Linked DNA regions of Triticum aestivum: region 2 is linked to region 1. A link is a contact called in public HiCAR-type data. All regions are on one chromosome and are shown on one strand. The core of a region is the stretch at or near the end of the contact, and the rest is flanking DNA. Distances in the headings are between cores, read along the strand shown. Region 1 holds the start of LOC123190998 (two-component response regulator ORR6). Region 2 holds the start of LOC123190999 (uracil-DNA glycosylase, mitochondrial).

Evidence for each region. HiCAR-type assays count read pairs that join an accessible place to other places.
Region 2: a HiCAR-type map of leaf shows a contact between it and region 1, with 6 times the contacts expected there. The contact joins the promoter of LOC123190999 here to the promoter of LOC123190998 in region 1. A contact is called at or near these places in 1 of 5 Hi-C or Micro-C datasets (leaf) and 1 of 1 datasets of contacts at active chromatin or transcription factors (leaf).

Annotation. Positions count from the first base shown.
Region 1 is chr2A:762,266,572-762,269,739 of IWGSC CS RefSeq v2.1, forward strand. It overlaps LOC123190998 (two-component response regulator ORR6), which reads left to right and starts at 1,646. Exons shown (of 2, transcript XM_044603742.1): 1 at 1,646-2,000; 2 at 2,117-2,794. The coding sequence starts at 1,757. The coding sequence ends at 2,403.
Region 2 is chr2A:762,425,661-762,429,124 of IWGSC CS RefSeq v2.1, forward strand. It overlaps LOC123190999 (uracil-DNA glycosylase, mitochondrial), which reads right to left and starts at 2,124. Exons shown (of 7, transcript XM_044603744.1): 1 at 1,721-2,124; 2 at 1,418-1,635; 3 at 276-434. The coding sequence starts at 1,961.

The sequences.
Region 1 (3,168 bases), core at 396-2,895:
TTAATAACGCCCCCAATGTATGAAAGAAGTACTCCACCGCTTGCCAAATTTTACTCAACTTACATATGGTTTGAGCGATAATTAATATGAGACAGAGATTAGATACTACATCCTTTGAGCGGCAGTTAATGTGAGACGGAGAAAGTACTACCAAAGATATTGTAAAAGCAACAGCCAAAGCTCTCGGTTATTGCTCCTATGACAAAGATAGAAAAGTCGGTTTCGTTGAAACGGTGAAGTGAATACGATCTCATCACAAAACCAATACGCACCAGAAAAACAGTCCACCGGTTGATCAGACCGTCGCCAAAATCGTGCCTACGTTTTCTCTTGCGGAAAACAGAAAGATCTGCAGCCACGAACGCAGGATGCAGCTAGCTGGCCTCTGCAATCACGGTTTGCGTAGCGAGAAAGGTTCCTGTATCCGGTACGTACTAGGTCACGAGCATTCATTCATTGGGCGGACGCACGGCCTGCCGCAACCGATTCTGCGATCACCTTTTCCAGTACAGCAGCATCCAGAATCCAAATCTGGCGGTACGTGCTCTGCCATGGACATTCACTCGCTCTGAACCCCTCTACCATCCACCGCCGCTGCCTACGAGCCCGTACCAGTGCTCCCCACGCCACCGACGTCCGTCCGGTCGATATCGTCGTCGATCCCCGCACCGGAGATCTGCAACGTATCATGGGACTGCGGACGCGTGGACGGGCGTACGGCCGGGTCGCTCGCCTGCCGTTGTTGGTCCCCTTCCGTAATCCGTTCCGCCCAGTGGTGGAAGGGAGATCACGCGACGCGATACGGCGTGACGAGCGACCGGTCGGTGGCGGCCGGCCGGCGTAAATGGCCCGTCCCGCCCGAGCGATCGCGAATGAAATCCGGAGATCCTGCCATGCACGCACGCACGCACGGCACGACGTTGGTGGTGCGTTACGTACGTGGGCTGGGCTGGGAGTGGAATGAAGGAAGGGAGAGATCGCGTGTGAGATGGATCGGCAACAGCTGTGATGCAGGAGGAGGAGGGAGGGGCTCCTCGTATCGAAGGGGCAAGTGACCCTTCCACGCACGGAAGGAAACCAAACGAAGCCGATGATCTCACGAATCACGGGTGAATCTCTGAAATCAAGACGTATCGTGCCGCCGCTCACCCAAAAAGATCCACAATTTTGAAGCAAATCCCCGAGCCCACCCGGTACGGATCACCTGCTGCCGCCCGGAAAGACCAAATCAAATCCTCAGTTGCTAGCCGGATATAGTATAGCAGGAAGAAAAACTAAAAAAAAAGTGATGCAGTTTGTGCGTGCCCCATGCATGCAAATCTCATCTCCCCCACTTGCCCACACCCCAACGGAAGGAGAGAAAAGAAAAAGGGAAGAGAGAAGATACGCAGACAGCATACGGTGTGCGTGAGCGATGGAGGGGGTGACGCAGCGAAAGCGAGGGGCTCGGCAGGAAAATCCCGGCGGGGATCTCCCGGGCTGGGCCGCGGGGCCCGCGGATCCGCGCCCGGATCGGGCCGGGCCCCACCGGGGGCTGGGTTTTACTCGATCCGCGAGCCTAGGATCCCTTTCGAGATCTCGCAGGATTTCCCCCGCATTTATTTTCCGCTTCCCCCCCGCCCCTGTATATATACCGCCGCGCGTCGCGGCCAACCCAACCAACACCCAAACGCACCAATCTATTCAAGCCAAGAAGAAGAGCTCTTCGCCGTTCCATATTACTACTGCTTCTTCGGCGAGAGAGTTTGATCGACTGATGGCCGCGGCTGCTCCCACCCAGGCTCCGGCCATGACCCTGCCGGCCGCCATGGCCGCCAAGGTGGCGCCCTCGCCGAAGCCCACCGCCGCCGGCGACCGCAAGGTGGTGCCGGTGATGACCGACGCCGACGAGGTCGTCGTCCAGGTCCAGGTCCAGGCGGAGCTGCACGTGCTCGCCGTCGACGACAGCGTCGTCGACCGCGCTGTCATCGCCAAGATCCTCCGCAGCTCAAAATACAGAGGTGAGAAATCGAATCAATCCAATCAAGCCGCGCTCCGGCAATTCTTCAAGAAATTGGACGGCTACTCGATCCATCCTCGTCGTACATGTTCTAATCTGCCTTGTTCTATGTTGCAGTGACTACTGTGGACTCTGCGACTCGGGCGCTGGAGCTGCTGGGCCTGGGGCTCATCACGGACGTGAACATGATCATCACCGACTACTGGATGCCCGGCATGACCGGGTACGAGCTGCTGAAGCGGGTCAAGGAGTCGTCGGAGCTCCGGGAGATCCCCGTGGTGATCATGTCGTCGGAGAACGTGCCCAACCGCATCACCCGCTGCCTCGAGGAGGGCGCCGAGGACTTCCTCCTCAAGCCCGTCCGCCCCTCCGACGTCTCCCGCCTCTGCAACCGCATCCGGTGATGAACCGTCTCTCGCCGCACCCGTGGATCATCTACGGAGGAGGATTAATTCTTAAGTAGGATTTTTCATTCTTTTTTCTTCGGTGTTCTTTCCATGGACATAGATCCGCCGCTTGCTGCCGCCTCAAACAACAGCTTAACTTTTTGGGGTCCTAGTAGATGATGATGACTAGATTAGGATGTTAGTTCGTCCCCTTGTGTGCTCTGCTTCTTCAAAGATGCCAAGAAAAAAAAAATCAAAACAGAGTATTCATCCGGCCAAAAGAAAGGAAATCTTCTGAATGAATGTTGTTCAGAGAAGTTTCCCATCTTGGCTAAATGTCGAAATGGCATCGGATCAGAGCAACATGTTGACAGTTCCATAATCAGAGCTAATCTTTTGCAACAATTAACCATCATCGTCTGTATCGCTTCTCCTTACTTAATCTGCACATGGTCGCCGCATGCAGTTCACGCATCTGCCTGCCCCTGATCATGCTTTGTCTGCCACGCGATACAATTTGGATGATTGATTGTTAAATAGCTCCGCTGATGATGATGTCGACGAGCTAATATACTAGCAGAAGCACAATCTTGATCGTACGTGCGTATCTCGTAAATGTACATATACAATGCTTGTGGGTTGTCTTAGGTGAGCTGTTGTTATACGCGGCGTATAAAAAAATGAAAAGTCCAAAGGCCGGAGCATATATGGAGGTAGGGAGATATGGTAATGAATGGGGGCACTGTGGAAGGATCTCCCCGGAGATCTGCTTACCTGGTGCCA
Region 2 (3,464 bases), core at 874-3,373, 160 kb after region 1:
CTTCTGCAGCATCCTATATGGGATAAATGGTAGGAAAATGTTAAATTACTTAGTTCATTTGATAACTGTAATGACATGTTGAGATGGATTTGGCCAAAACTAGAATAAAAGAAGAGGGAGACAATTAACCATATTTACACAAAAACTGTATTTGTGGACTTCTAGAGTGGAGGCACATGATTTTAATGGGAATTAATATTAAGGTAAGCTAAGAACGTAAACCAGTTGTTGGTGTGCATCTATCATTTACTATAGCGTTTTATCAAAGATTTTACCTGCACAGCCCATCTTTCCAAATTCCCATGGGATGGTATAGTGCACCCTAGATCCTTATGCAGCTCTTTAAATATGTTTTGTAAGCTGGAAGGGATTTTGATCCCCTCTGGTACTGAAAATGACAATCCCATGGCCTGGCCAGGACCATGGTATGGATCCTGAAAAGTAGACAATCTTCAACATGAGATACCGAAAACAATTGCTACGAATGAATCTAAACTTTTGCAAGAAAAAAAAAACTTGTGGTATCTTGCGCACTATAATCATTAGGCAGCCACCATTAGCTATTACGGGATGCTAAAGCAAAAGTAGATAAGTACACTTAAAACGCTAAAATAAGAAACTTAGTGCACGATACAGATGTAGAGTAGACTCAAAGACAAATGAAGACCATATGGTAAGTTCAGCAAGCAAAGATAGGATCACCAACTAACAGCTGAATGAAAAGGTGACATGATATATATATACGACAGGCATATTTTCTGGTGACAAACCGATGTGGCAAATGTACCAGGCACAACAATGTGATCACAAAATCAAAATGGCATCGAAACAGTTATTCTAATCTAGCATAATATGAATATGCAGAACAGAGCAACAATTTCCAATCCTGCATACGGCATTGCCAAATTAATCCATCCATGTTTCGATTTACTGGGATTACACCACACAGCAGGCAGCACTGTAACAACAAGAAACTCTAGGCCAAAGTCAGACCAAATGCCTAAATTTTTATGTGAACTATATGATCCTCACAATGAAGTTATATTAGTGGAACTGTCGCATATTTCTTGACAGTGAAGCAGCAGGTGAACAAGTACAGGATTCGTAGACTTCAATCAGCATAATATGAATATGCAGAACAGAAGCAACAATTTCCATTTCTGCATACGGCATTGCCAATTTTTTCTATCCATTTTTCAATTTGATGGCATCACTCGATACACCAAGCAGCATTGTAACAAAAAGAAATTCTAGGCCAAAGTCAGACCCAATGGCAAAATCTTTATGTGAATAAGCGCTACATGATCCTCAGAATGAAGTTAAATTAGTGAAACTGTCCCACAGTTCTTCAGAATGAAGCAGCAGGTGAACAACAAGTGCAGGATTCGTGGACTTGAGTGACTTGGTATTTGGGTACCTGGCCGATGATGACGGCTTTGACGTTGTGGAAGGGGGTGGTGTGGAGCGCGTGGAAGACAAGGTGGGGCGGCGGGTAGACGGGCACCTTGGCGTTCAGGCGCTCGTGGGCGACGAAGCGGCAGAGGTCGAGCGCGTAGGGCTTGCGCAGCTCACCGGACAGCGCCTCCAGCCACGTCTCCTCCACCAGCAGCTCCTCCAGCTTCGCGCCGCCGCCGGCTGCTAGATGCGAAACCCCGACAGTTCAGTTAGAATCCTGGCTAGCTAGGGTCCGGAGAGCGGGGGGCGTGGAGAAAGGGGGTACCTTTGGACTCGGCGAGGCGGAGGTTGCGGCGCGCGCGGGCGAGCGCGAGGTTGGTGTCGGCCCTGCGGCGCTGCTCCGGCGAGAGCGCGGTGGGGTCGGAGGGGGAGGAAGGGGAGGATGGGGAGAGGGAGGCGGCGGGGGCGACGACGGAGGGTTTGGCTGCGCTGGAACGGAGGCGCTTAGCGGGGCGGACGAAGAAGTCGGCGATGGTCTTGGGGGCGGTGGGCGGCGACGGCGCCATGGGGTGGGGATTCCGGGGGACGAGCTCCGATTGGGGTTTCTGCAGGCCGTGGTCGGTAGGAGGGGAGGAAATGGGCGCGCGTGGCGAGGCGGGAATGGGGAGGAAATGGGCGCGCGACGGCGGGATTTTTTGGGCGCCGCGGTGCGGTGCTCGCCGCCGTCGTGGGCAGGGCACCGGGGTTATTGGTGGGCTCGGTTGGGCCTGGAAATAACGCCGGATGGTTTCGACAAGAATGGATGCCCAAGAGGCTTTTGCCGGGAGCTCCTATACAGCGCTGCTAGCATGGGCCGGCCCACTAGCGTGCTGCCCTAAGTTTTTTTTAAGTTTTTTTACAAAACTAAAAATATGAAATTAAGAAAGGTTTACAGATTTAAAGAAAAAAAGTACATCCATTTGAAAAAATATGTTCATATCTTTAAGAAAGGTTCATAAATTTTAAAAAAGTTCATCAATTTGGAAAAAGTCCATTAAAATTGAAAAAAAATCATCCAATTTAGCAAAAGTTCATAGAAATTGAAAAAAGTTCATGTATTTTTAGAAAAAGTTCAGGGAACTGAAAAAAAGTTGATAAATCAAAAAAAATTCGTCCATTTTCAAGACAAATGTTCATTAAATTTCGAAAGAGTTCATCAATATTAAAAAAAGTTCATCAGTCTCAAAAAGGTTCACAGAATTTTCAAAAAAAAATCATCAACCGGCGCCTAGATGGGCCGGCCCATTTACGGACGCCACAGGCGCCAGTTAGCAAAATGCACGTTAACTGGCGCCTGTGGTGCCAAATAGGAAATGCCGCTTTTGCCACTGTCTTTGTCAAATACTCCCTCCGTTCCTAAATATTTGTCTTTCTAGGCATTTCAAATTAACTACACATACGGATGTATGTAGACATATTTTAGAGTGTAGATTCACTCATTTTGCTCCGTATGTGGTCACTTGTTGAAATATCCATAAAGACAAATATTTAGGAACGGAGGGAGTAGAAACGATGGACTCCGCTTTGAGCGACCACATTTTCGTGGAGCTCTTGCCCAGCCCACAGAGCTCCGGACCGCTCCCTCAAAAAGAAGAAAAACAAAATGGCAGGTCATGCGTTGAGAGCTTTATCCAACAAAAGCATTTCTAGGGCAGTCCGTGATGAGACTGGTGATCAGGAATGAAGGTTCTCGTTCTAGCTGACTTTCGATGTGCAAGCACGCTTGACACAAAAATGGGCTGGTACGGCGTCACTGATCTAGATAAATACTGAACTACAAAAGAGTTAAAAGATGAAGCTACCTCTTCAATTTCGACTAAGATCGGTGCTACAATTGAGCGATAATTGCAGCGATTGTTTCCCACGTAGTTACACAAAAATACCGGTGACATAAATATCAGAACAAACTTATCAAAACTTTTTCTCAAATATGCACGAATGTGCATATCATATACTAAAGAAGAAAAACGTGAAGAGACCCTCCAGGTCTCCACCATAGTTACAACCTTAGGGTTACAATTGTTGTTAAA